Regions from separate parts of the Mus musculus genome. Here region 1 is linked to region 2. A link is a contact called in public promoter capture Hi-C data. All regions are on one chromosome and are shown on one strand. The core of a region is the stretch at or near the end of the contact, and the rest is flanking DNA. Distances in the headings are between cores, read along the strand shown. Region 1 holds the start of Oas1c (2'-5' oligoadenylate synthetase 1C). Region 2 holds the start of Ddx54 (DEAD box helicase 54).

Region 1 (6,398 bases), core at 1,828-4,327, 200 kb before region 2:
TACCACAGTATCTGGCTTTGCAAGTCTTCATTGGTAAAATTGAATAATTGAGATTTTTGTCAAAAGATAAGATCTTTTAATGTGTAATGTTATAAAATGTGTGTGCATGTGTGAGTTGGGTGGCTGCATCTGCAGTTTTACTGAGGGGCCAGAGCTCCGATGAGATCTGCGTCCTGTGCAAACTCTCCTGCAGACACCCCAGGTCTCTGAACAGCTCTGAGGGAGAAGATTCGCGAGTTTGTTATTTTCAGTGAAGTCTACACTGTCTCATGTTTAAGAAGACAAAACCCACAGCTAGCCGTGAGTAGGACTGGTATGCTGAGGGAGCATCTAGTTTGACTCCCTCCCCTAAGTGAGCCAGCAGGCTGCTCAATGTCCCTGTGGGATGGATTCTGTCTCCCCGCTACCAAATTTCCAAAATCCCTCCTCCCCAGCGCAGCTTTAAAGAGACATTCTCTTTAGTTGAATTTCTCAAATGATAATGGTTTTCAGTTCAGGGATGGAAGGTGTGGGCTGGGGAGATAGCTCAGTCTGTAACGTGCTTGGCTCGCAAGCATGAGGACCCCCGTCGGAATCCCAGAACTCAGAGAAAAAGCCAGTGTTGGTGGTGTAGGATTGTAATCTCAGAACTGAGAAGGGGGAGACTCTGAGGGTCCCTGGGGCTCTTCCCAGCCAGTCAGGCTCAAGTGTGAATTCTGAACCAGGGAGAGACAAGGTCTCAAAAAAGATGGATGACTCTTGAGATGAGTTAGCCATGGTTCCGGATCACACCCACACACAAGAGAACACCTACGCAACACACATGTGCACACACACAGAGGTGGAACTAGAAGGGAGGATGAAGGCATGCAGAAGGGTGAGCTGAGGCTCTCTGGCAGGCTGCCTTACCCAGTAAATCATAGGCTGGCAGCACATCAAACTTCACCTCCTTCAGCAGGTCGGGGGCGCTCAGCTTGAAGCTCAGAGCCCGGGAGTTGGGACTCCTTAAACTGTGGACCTCAAACTTCACTCCACAACGTCTCTCATGCTGAACCTCGCACAGCTGTTTCTTAATTTCCTTAATCAACACTCCCTGTTGGTTTAACTGATCCTCAAAGCTGGTGAGATTGTTAAGGAACACCACCAGGTCAGCGTCTGACCTGCCCTTGAGCGCGGTGCCTTTGCCCTGAAAGACAAGAAAGAGAATGACAAAGGACAGGGAGAGCCATGCTGGGAGGTCCAGATGCTGAACTGGAGTCCATCACCAAGGTGATAGATGGATGGATGGATGGATGGATGGTTGGATGGATGGAGCAAGCTGCTAGATGTGCAGGAGAATATTAGTCAGCCCTGAAGAGTGACATCAGAATCTATGTAGGAAAATAGAGGGTGCTGGATCTCCTCTTGATACAGAAGATAAACCACACCGTGAAGGGAAAATATCCATGTTCATCTGTGGAGTCTCTGTGTGTTCAAGTGTGTGTGTGGGGGGGGGGGCTGTGTATGGGAGTGGGGGAGAGGTCTAAATGAAACAAGCACAGAAGAGTTTGGGAAGGGTACAGTAGCACTCATGCAGTGCCCACATTAGCTGCACACATGTGACATACCATCAGAGAGTGAATCTCTGGGGAGGGTCTGGTGGGAGGTAAAGGATAGTAGAGATTGGAAGGAGACTATGACTAAATTAATACAGATATATGAGAATGTAGCCATAGTCCCATGGTTGGCATTGTTAGCTGGGAGGAAATATGCGCAAGTGACATCATTAAAGAGAAGATGGCCTTGTGTGATATAGAATAACATATAACATCATAGAGAAACTGAAAAAAACAATAAAGGTGATCCAAGTCTGTAAAACAAATATCATAAAAAGAAGAATTCATGCTGAACAAAGCCTCCCTAAATAAAATGCTTAGAATCATCACTAACACACATGAGCATCAGCTACTGTTGAGAGAGGGCATTACAAATTGTCACATCTCCGGATGGAGAGGTGGGTCAGTAGCTAAAACTGCCTGCTGTTCCTGCTGATGACCTCAGTTTAGTTCCCAGCACCCAAGCAGGCCAGCTCAGAGCCACCTATGTAACTGCAGCTCTAAGGGATCTGACACCCCCTTTTCAATTCTGACCAAACCTGCACTAACACATACAGAGCCCCACTCACAACTAAAAATGTAGAAATACAGTCAACTGAAAACAAGAAAACAACTTCATTTCTGCACCCTTCACAGAGTCTGAGAGTTAAGTACCAGTGTCATGAAATGTGATTTGACAGACAGCCCGGGAACCGAGTCCAGAGAGGGTCCATCAATCCAGTCACATAGCAGGCGAGTCCTGGTCTGTCCTCCGTGTCACATTTGACTTAGTCTATGTGACCTTATCATTCCTGGGGCGTGGAACACTGGACATGGAGAAGGTAGTTAAGTTACCCTAAGTCACACAGCAGTGCAAAGGTTGTATTACCACTGCCCCACCACCTGCCCCTCCACTTTCCAGAAAACTGCTTTGCCATTCTGGGCCTCAGTTTCCCCGACTCTGAAATGGACATGGCCTGGGAGTGGGGAACATAAACTGTAGCTGAGGCTCCTTCTCCAATACAGATGTGGGACTTGGGGGGAAGAACCCATCGCCAGCTGTGATCAGAATTAAGAGGAGGGATCAGGGTTGCAGCCTGGCTTCTGAAAGTCCTGTCCCACCTCATCTCGGCCAGCTCAGGCTGAGGAAGGCTCACCTTGACCCCTTTAGAGGCCCTCATTCGGCGGACGGGGCCCCGGAAGGATCTGTCCTTCAGGAGAGCACACAGGGCATCTATGACTTCTCTGAGGTCAGCACAGAAGCTGGTGTCCGGGAGATGGTTCTCTATGAACTTATCAAGCTTCGAGGCCGGGATGCTCCTCAGATCCTGCTCCATCCTAGGTCCAGCTTTTACCTCTGCAGCCAGCAGGTCCTGTGTCTCCTAGGCTGGCTGAAGCAGAAATGGGACTTTCAGTTTCCATTTCCCGGGAAGGGCGCGGATATGCAAATCATCCAGGCCCGAGCAGCCAATGGCGTTAGGGCTTCTGAACAGGTACCTCCCCATCCAAGCCTGAGCTTTCTTAAGATCCGGCCCAGGGAAGAATGTGTAAGGAAACTGACCTGGCTTTCTCGGGATTTCTTCTGGAAAAAAGGCTGTTACACGGTACGTTTTAGGAACAATCTGTGCACGTAGAAGAAGGGAAACGGAATCAGGAAACCACAGAAGGTGGCTGGTGGCTCCTGAGCTCGGCTTCCATCTCCTGCAAACGTTTTAGGCGGAACTGCTTTTTTTTTTTTTCTTTTTAAGAACAGCACCTCCCCAGGTTTTGTTTTTCCTTTACCTCTGGACTTGCAGGTCTAGGATTACAGACAATTCTAACAGAAAGCTCAGACTTCCCAGAAGCCCCCTCTCCTACTCACACCCTACATTTTCCCCTGTGGTGCAGGGGGTCTGGGTGAGGGTGGGGTCTGGGCATCCCCAAGGGTGAAGTACAGGCCGTACCACCAAGCTGGGGACAGTACAGGTCAGCAGTGACTATTAAAATGAGCTGTCTTTCAGGGCCCTGGCAAGGTTGAAAATCACCTTTGGGTGACATACCCAAGGCCTCATCAAAACAGTTTGATGCCCTCCAACCCCTGCCTCCATCTTCTCATCTCTTGTTTAGAGGGCAGAGAGAGGGCTCAGAGTTTAAGAGCTCGGGCTGTGCTTCCAGTTCCAATTCTGAGAACTGACATGGCAGGTCCCAAACACACACACACACACACACACACACACACATTCACATGCACACGCACAGGGCATGCACACACTAAATACACTCCTGAGCTTGCCTGTGCACATATGCACACAAATACACAAACAAGTGTATACTCACATGTGCACACCCGAGCATTAACCAGGATGTACTTCGATGAGGAAATAAAGAGTCTGGCCTTCTGCAAGAGCAGGATTGGCCTTTATGCATCTCCAGGAAGGAAGCCATTGCTAGTGGAGACTGCTCACCGGGCACAGGGAGCTCCAGGGGATTAGGGTGGAAATGGGACCTTTGGGGGTCTGCAGACCTAGTCCTGCTTCCCCAAGCTGGTGGATTTTGGTGGGGTGCTTACCCCGTTGGCCTCCCTGATCCTCACTGCACACTGACATCAGCACCATATCTCCTCCTGCAGGGAGTCACTCAGACTGCCTGGGGCTTCTAGGTCATTAGCCCTTCACATGCAGGAAAACAGGGAAGAAAAACAGCATTGTGGGTGGCCCTAGCAGTTCAGCAGGCAGAGGCTGATGCAGGAGGATGGATAGTGGAGGCTGGTCCATCCTGGGCTACACTACAGCTGGATTCACTCCAGAGTGTGAGGGGGAAAAAACCCTAAAACAGATGAAGAAATGAATGGAAAAAAAAAAAAAGGATCCTGCCCAATGCTGTGGCTGAGAGCACACTCTGGGCAGTAACACAGTTCTTTCCTTAAAGAAACAGGAGCGGGAAGTTCCACTGACCAAAGTTGTGTCATTCCAGGTCAGAGGTGAGCCCTCAGCACAAAGTGTCAGCTGCTTTAAATTCCTTTTGGTCAGCCAGGTGTAGTGTCACAGGCCTTTGATCCCAGCACTCTGGGGTCAGAGGAAGTTGGACCTCTGTGTTTTTTTTTTTTTTTTTTTTTTTTTTTTTTTTTTTGGCTAGCCTGGTCTACAGAGTGAGTTCCATGATAGTCAGAGCTCAGTGGTGAGATCCCGTCTTGAAAAATAAACAACAACAAATTGTTGTTGGTTTTTGTGAGCCACCAAATAAATCTGGGAAGTGAGCCCAGGTCCTCTGCAAGAGCATCCAGTGCCTGGCCCTCCTCTGAGCCATCTCCCCAGACCCCAGGTACAATCTTCTTGGCCTCATTGGGAGGCATGGTGGATTCTGAGGGAACTGGGATGCTGAAGGCCCCTCCCACAAGTGCCAGGATGGGAGGACGGGAGGCCAGCTGAGAGTCCTGAGCAGATCTGGGGGAGCACCAAGCTAATCGTGCTTTAGATAGTCTATACATTTATTTCCTGTGTGTGAGTATGTGAGGTCAGAGGACAGCATGTAGAAGTCGGCTCTCTCTCCTTCCACCACGTAGGTCCTGGGGACCAAACTCAGGCCACCAGCCTTGGTGACAAACACCTGTGCCCTCTGAGCTATCTCAGTGACTCAGTGACCCTTTTTGTTCTTGGTTTGGGAGACAGTCTCATAGGCTAGGCTAGCCTTCAACTTGCAGCAATCTCCCTGCCTCCGTGCTGGGATTATAGTGTGTCCAGCTCATCTCTACTCCGCCGCCCTCCTTCCCCCCGTATCCTAGCGAGTATCATTAAGCCCAGTGAGATCAATGCCCCTGAAAGCCTGACTGAGTCTGGGAGTGCCCAGATGACAAGGTTTAAGACCCTGAACCACCCTCTTGGCCACATAGCCAGCTTCTGCTGGGACACACTGCTTTCTTCATGAGCCCCATGACCCCGCCCACACTGTGTCAGCTCTATCTGGCCTGATTGGGCCCAGACTCAGCTCACCTCCAGCTCCCACTCAGGATTTAAAAAAACAAAAACAAAAACAAACAAACAAACAAACAAAAAACCCATGGCTTGCTGGAGATTGAGAGTTCTATGGACTAGACACATTCAACACTTCCTCCTGGCTTGAGCCTGCCTCTCCTGCTTTTTCCCAGCCTCCTCGTGGGGTGGGGTTGGGGGTGGGGGTGGGGGTGGGGGTGTACCCTCCCCAGCTCAGGAGCATCGTCTTGGATGGGTGTTGTACACCAGAGCCCAAGTATAGGGCAGGCATGTGGGATGATGTTGCTGAAGCCTGTGCCACAGGTCAGGGTTCTTCATGGATAATGCAACTGCAAGGCCTTGGGGATGTCCCAAAATCTTAATGTCAGAGACAGAATAAGGACCTGGCCAACGTGAGGGAATGATGTCTGTGGGAACAGCGTTTCCTGCCATGTCACCCTTTGCAGTCTGCGTAGTAACTGAGAGAAAAGAACAATTAGCCTGCTCAGGAGTCCCAGTGTTAATGAAAATTCTCGGCCTGGTAGGCGTGTCCTATGCTGGTAGGCGTGTCCTATGCTGGCCTGGTAGGCGTGTCTCATGCCAGGATAAGGGGTCTGCCTCCCCTCTTGGCTGTTTGGCAATGGCTGCATGGAGCACTGTGCACAGAAGGGTTCTGAAGCCTTTGGCAGTGGCCTTTGTCCTTTATGGACGGACAGACAGAGGTGGGAGTAAAGGGCAGAAAGATTGGTTTGGATTAGGCCTTGGACGATAGCCACATCATGGGTGTGCATCTGAGAACCCAAAGAACTGTGAGGCACTAAGTCTGAACTAGAAGCTAGCCAGGACCTTGCAGATTACAATATCCAGCAAGGACCTGTGACAAATCCACCACAGCTGT
Region 2 (5,677 bases), core at 2,154-4,653:
GTGTTTGGTGGCTACTATGCTGACCAACACAGACACAGGCCATTTCCTTCAATAGAGTGCTCACCAAACACAGTGCTGCTATCTTCCACGCTTCCATGCTGTCCTTTAAAAATGCATCACTACTGCAGTGTGCATGCACACGTGCGTGGAAGCCACAGTGTGGGTGGAGGCCCGAGTGTCCTGTGGCCATAGCCAACTTTTAAGACTCAGCTCTATCTCTCCACCCTGGTTAAGTGGGGTCCATCATTTCTGCCATTGGTGCACTCCAGGATGGTTGGCCTGTGAGCTTCTCAGAAATTCTCCTGTCTCTACTTTCCATCTCCACCCTAGGGAAGTTGGGGTTGCAGATACGGTGATATCCATCTTTTTAAATGTACAGATGTCTTGCCTGCAGATATTATAGGCAGCATGTGTGTGTAGTACCCAAGGAGACCACAAGAGGGCAGTGGATCCCTTGGAACTGGGTGAACTGAGTCCGGATCTGCTTTTATATCCAGCTTTGTAAGGCAAGTTCTAGGGATCAAATCAGGTCACCGGGTTTAACAGGCAGGTGTTTCTACCTCCTGGGCCAACTCTCTGACTTCTCAATCTGTTTTCTGGCTTAAAAATAACATGTTTCAGGGCAGGCGAGATGGCTCAGCAAGTAACACTGACTGCTCTTCCAAAGGTCCCAAGTTCAAATCCTAGCAACCACCTGGTGGCTCACAACCACCTGTAATGAGATCTGGAGCCCTCTTCTGGCGCTGTCTGAAGACAGCTACAGTGTACTTATATATAATAAATAAATAAATCTTTGGGCCGGAGCGAACAGGGACTGAGCCAGTGGAGTTGACTGGAGCAAGCGGGGCCAACCAGAGTGAGCAGGGTTGACTGGAGTGAGCAGAGGTCCTAAAATTCAATTCCCAACAACCACATGGTGGCTCACAACCATCTATACAGCTACAGTGTCCTCACATCCATAAAACAAATAAATCTTTAAAAACAAAACAAAACATGTTTTATGTGTCTTTGTATAACTTTTCTGTTTCGTTTTTGGTCTTTTCCAGACAGGGTTTCCTGTGCCCAGGCTGGTCCTCTGAACCCCCAACCCTCTTGCGTCTACCTTCTGAGAGCTGAAATGGCAGGTGGGTGGCCCCAGAGCCAGTTCCTTCACTAGACTCCTTTTGATGACACTCATCAGGTACCTTTTAGATTCTAATGAGAGAGGTGATTGTATAACTTCTTGTGGGTCTTAGGAAGGAACATGGTGGCACGCATCAGTCATCCCAGCACCAGAGAAGTAGGAGGATCAAGAGATCAAACCCATCCCTGTCTCCTCCTGAGTCCAAGGCTACTTAGAGCTACACAAGACCCTACCTGGTGCTTTAACATGATGGGCTATGACAGTCACCTCAATATGACAGTAACCAGCACTCCGGAGGCAAAGGCAGGAGGATCTCTGTGAGTTCCAGACCTGCCAGGGCTACACAGCAAGACCCTGTCTCACATCAAAACACAATGACTAAATAAAGATATACAAAAAAAGCAGGGCAGTGTGGTGGCGCACGCCTTTAATCCCAGCACTTGGGAGGTAAAGGCAGGTGAATTTTTGTTTGAAGATAAATTAGGCCAAGATTACTTGAAAGACACAGACATGCCTAGCACAGACAGGGCCCTAGGTTTGGTCTCTAACCCTGCCCAAACTAAAGGTGTGTGTGTTGGGGGTGGGGAATGAAAAAGGCTGTCCCAGCTGGGCATGGTGGTGCACGCCTTTAATCCCAGCACTTGGAAGGCAGAGGCAGGCGGATTTCTGAGTTCGAAGCCAGCCTGGTCTACAAAGTGAGTTCCAGGACAGCTAGAACTATACAGAGAAACTCTGTCTCGAAAAAACAAAAAACAAAAAACAAAAAACAAAAAAAAAAAAAAAGAAAGAAAAGAAAAGAAAAGAAAGAAAAAGGCTTTCCCCACTGATCCTAAGTCAACAGACTCTGCACCCAATGTAATATTCTGGTTTCATTGCACCGCACAAAGATGTTGGGTTTTTTCTTTTTGTTTTTTTAGTTTTTGTTTTTTGTTTGTTTATTTGTTTGTTTGTTTTTCGAGACAGGGTTTCTCTGTATAGCCCTGGCTATCCTGGAACTCACTCTGTAGACCAGGCTGGCCTCGAACTCAGAAATCCACCTGCCTCTGCCTCCCGAGTGCTGGGATTAAAAGCGTGTGCCACCACTGCCCGGCTTGCTTTTTTTCATCTTTATTTATTTATTTTTGGTGGAGGGTAATGGTACAGTGTGAACTTGGCTGCTCTCCCGTTCATATTTACATCAGGTGTGCGACAAGCCCTTTAATAAGCATGTGTTTCCCGGGTTGGAGGAGCCTTTGGGTTTTTTTGTACAGCAAAATATTAAGAATTGGTGGTGGCGCTCTTACCAGCTCAGGGTGGCCTTGGACTCCTGATCCTCCTGCCGCCACCACTCCTACCCTGGGAGCTAAGATTACAGGTGTGTGCCACAATACCTGCTTTTACCTGGTGATGGCCTTCAAACCCAGGGCTCTGCACACGCCAGGCAAGCGCTCTATCAACAAAGCTACATTCAGAGCCCACAGGCTGGGTTTTGACTTGTAAAGTTTATTACGTCTTACTACAGCCAGCCTGTGCCGGACTGGGCCTCAGCAAAACCCTTGGTCTGAACCACGGGAGCAGCCTTCTTGTATTTGCCAATGAACACCAGCGTTCTCATTGCCTCTAGCTGTCTCTGCACATTTACTGACCACTTAACGAGTGCAGCTCATTGACTGAGCTGGGAAGGAGAAATGGAGAACCAGATATACCCGCTATGCACAAGACGATGGGCGTCATGAACGATAGGCTTTTGTGCCCCACTTGGTGATCACACCTATCCCCCAAGATGAATACAACTGGAACCGGACCATCCCCAGTTCCAATCCTGCTGTCCTCCCTGACATTGCTGGTGAGCCTGGCATAGCTAGAGCACGACATAAGTCCGTAAATACTAGTTTAGTTTAAAACCGGCTTCTCAGAAGAGTGGTCCGGCCTTCCCTTTAATTTTCTCATCTAAGACCGCCCCAAACTCAGGCGGACCTTCCGCACTTGCACTTTCTATTGGCTGCGTAAACTCGAGCCCGTCCCCCACGCGAAGGGACCCAATGAGGGACCGCGATTAGTGAGACGGACAAGCGGAAGGGCGCAGGCCGAGAGCCCGAACAGGGAGCCCCCTCGCGCTCTTACCTTCCTCGCCCGGGCGTCATCCTCCGCCTGGATCTCGAACTCGCCGTCATCCGAGTCGCTGTCGCGGCCTTGGGAAGCCCCAGTTCGGCGTTTCCGCAGCCTCTTCTTCTTCCACGGCGCCATGGTGGGACGCGACGGCGGGCCAGGTCCCACACGTCTGCCAGCAGCCATGCGGGCCGGGCTCTTAGACCCGGAAGAGGGCGGGGCCTAAGGGACGCGTCGACTGCGCGGGGGCGGAGCCTGTGAGACGCAAGAGCGGCGTCGAGAATCCAGGTTTCACCCGTAGGGCGGGGCCGGGCCTGAGGAAACCAACCAACTTCGCAGGGGCGGAGCGTCAACATGGCTTTATCAATGGGCGAAGCCAGAAGGAGGAACCAACAGAACGGGGGCGGGGCCTAAGTGGTGTACCAGCCGGGCAGAGGCGAGGCCTGAGGGACATACCAACTGGTGGGGGCGGAATGTGTCAACTGAACCGTGATAGATGCTTAAGGGACCTACTAACTGCGCGAATGCCAAGCTGTGAGAGATGTGGTAACTGTAAAGAGAGCAGGACCTGAGGGACATAACAACTGAACGTGTGGACAAACTCGAGGAATGTACCAACCACGCAAGGTTGACCCTACCAAGGGGCGGGGCCTAATGGATGTACAGATGAGGCTGGGGGTGTGGCCTGTGGAACGTACCATCAGCGCGAGGGCGGGGTATAGGGACGTACCAGTGCGCAGGGGTGGGGCGTCGCACCGGTTGCCCAGCAAGGGATGCGGGTGGGCGCGTGTCGCTGTGGCGCCCTTGCTGATTCTGTGCTATGAGGCTTTAAATGTGGCGGAGACAGAGCTTTCTGGCCGGAGGCTCCAGGAGAAAAAGCACCAGGCATGGAGATCCCGTGACGCCTGCGCTTTCAGCTCTGTAAGCTGGCCGGTGCGTTGCTACTCTGCTGTTGGGAGCCTGAGCTGGACTCGGGGAAAATGCATTTCGTATGAGACTGGTTGGCGAGGACTGGAACGCACCACGTTTGCAAAGCGCTTTGCACAAGGTAGGAATGGGGGGCGACAGTAGCTTGGGAGCCCCTTTCCCTCTTCCACCCTAATTAGTTTGTCTGGTTGGTGCCATTCCCCTGCACGCCCGCAGTCGTACTATATTTGTTGAGCATACACTGTAGGGTGTAATTGTGTATTTACTTATTCATTAAATATTTGCTGACGGCATTTTCTCCCGTCTTCACAACTAAAAAGACAGTGCCTGCTTTAGCCTGACCCATGCACCTCAGACGCCAGGCGATCGTGCAGTTCTCCGTGGGAAGTAGAAGCGGGAGGATCCGGAGTTAAAGGTCATTCTTGGCTATATAATAAAGTTTAATATAGTGAGTTTCAGGCCACCTTGGACTACTGAAATTGGGTGTCGGGGACGGGCAAGAAAGTGAAGCACTTCCAAGGTGTCCACTGAACAACAGTAGTCCTTTGAGAAAAACCAGTCGCTTTCCCTCAGCAAGAAAAAGCCCTTTTTGCCCTTGGGCTTGTTATTCCAAGCTGCTGCTCTTACTTGGAAAAGCTGATTGCTCATTCCGACCCCTATTACAGGGAGCCCTGGAGGCTGAGTCTGTCAGGCACACCACACCCACTGGGCAACGTGAAGACCCCGGTGGCACCGGCCCAGCAGCGGAATGAAAGCCCTCCACCTTCAGCACCGCAGTCCCACCAGCTACAGGGTCAAGGCCAGGGCATCCTATGTGGATGAGACCCTGTTTGGCAGCCCAGCAAGAACCAGACCTGCCCAACCAGACTTTGACCCACCCTGGGTGCAGAATTGTAACCGATCCAGAGGAGTGGGCCCAGGACCACCGAAGGGCTCTCTGGCCAAGAGAGACTGTGAGTCCCCCTCTTCCAGGGGCAGCACCCCAAACCTCACACCAAGGAAGAAAAACAAATACAGGTAAGGTGGGGGGTGCACTCCTGTTTTAAGGGTGGCTGTCTTGGTCCCTTTCCTGGTTGCCGTGATAAAATACTCTTGGCAGAAGGAACTTGGGCAAGAAAGGGTTTGAGTTGCTCTCCTTGGTTATAAGAAGTCACAGCAGTGTGGGGTGGAGATGGTTGGTCACATTGCATGCTCAGCACACTCTCTTGCTTTTATTCAGTCCCAGGGTATCTGACCCCCATCCCCCGCTTCTGACACCCCAGGCATGTGCAGGTAAAACACTAGTACTAAGGGGAAGGTCTATCGTAGGTATGGCAGCGGGCCAGCCTGACATAGCTGATTGCTCTCTGCCACTCTCCTTCCTGATGATCCCAGATCTTGCCAAGTTGGCAATTGAAACTGACCACCAGAGTAGCCGTCAGGTCTCCTGGAACAGCTTGTTAGGGACCTGTTGTGTGGCCATGGCCAAGCGCCTTGGTTCTTTTTTTTTTTTTTTTTTTTTTTAGATTTATTTTATGTATATGAGTACACTGTAGCTGT

The links. Capture Hi-C pulls out chosen DNA fragments and counts their contacts.
Region 1: a contact with region 2 is called in a promoter capture Hi-C map of liver. The contact joins the promoter of Oas1c here to the promoter of Ddx54 in region 2. A contact is called at or near these places in 4 of 39 promoter capture datasets (the C10 cell line, liver and pre-B cells), 1 of 15 datasets of contacts at CTCF or cohesin (the NIH/3T3 cell line), 8 of 484 Hi-C or Micro-C datasets (CD4 T cells, CD8 T cells, the STO cell line and 4 more), 4 of 115 datasets of contacts at active chromatin or transcription factors (effector CD8 T cells, embryonic stem cells and thymic regulatory T cells) and 3 of 9 other capture datasets (adipose tissue, liver and pancreatic islet).

Annotation. Positions count from the first base shown.
Region 1 is chr5:120,809,193-120,815,590 of GRCm38.p6, reverse strand. It overlaps Oas1c (2'-5' oligoadenylate synthetase 1C), which reads left to right and starts at 3,077. Exons shown (of 7, transcript NM_033541.4): 1 at 3,077-3,157. It also overlaps the pseudogene Oas1b.
Region 2 is chr5:120,610,856-120,616,532 of GRCm38.p6, reverse strand. It overlaps Ddx54 (DEAD box helicase 54), which reads right to left and starts at 3,403. Exons shown (of 20, transcript NM_028041.2): 1 at 3,227-3,403. The coding sequence starts at 3,397. Rita1 (RBPJ interacting and tubulin associated 1) reads left to right here and starts at 3,944. Exons shown (of 3, transcript NM_029096.3): 1 at 3,944-4,259; 2 at 4,804-5,155. The coding sequence starts at 4,887.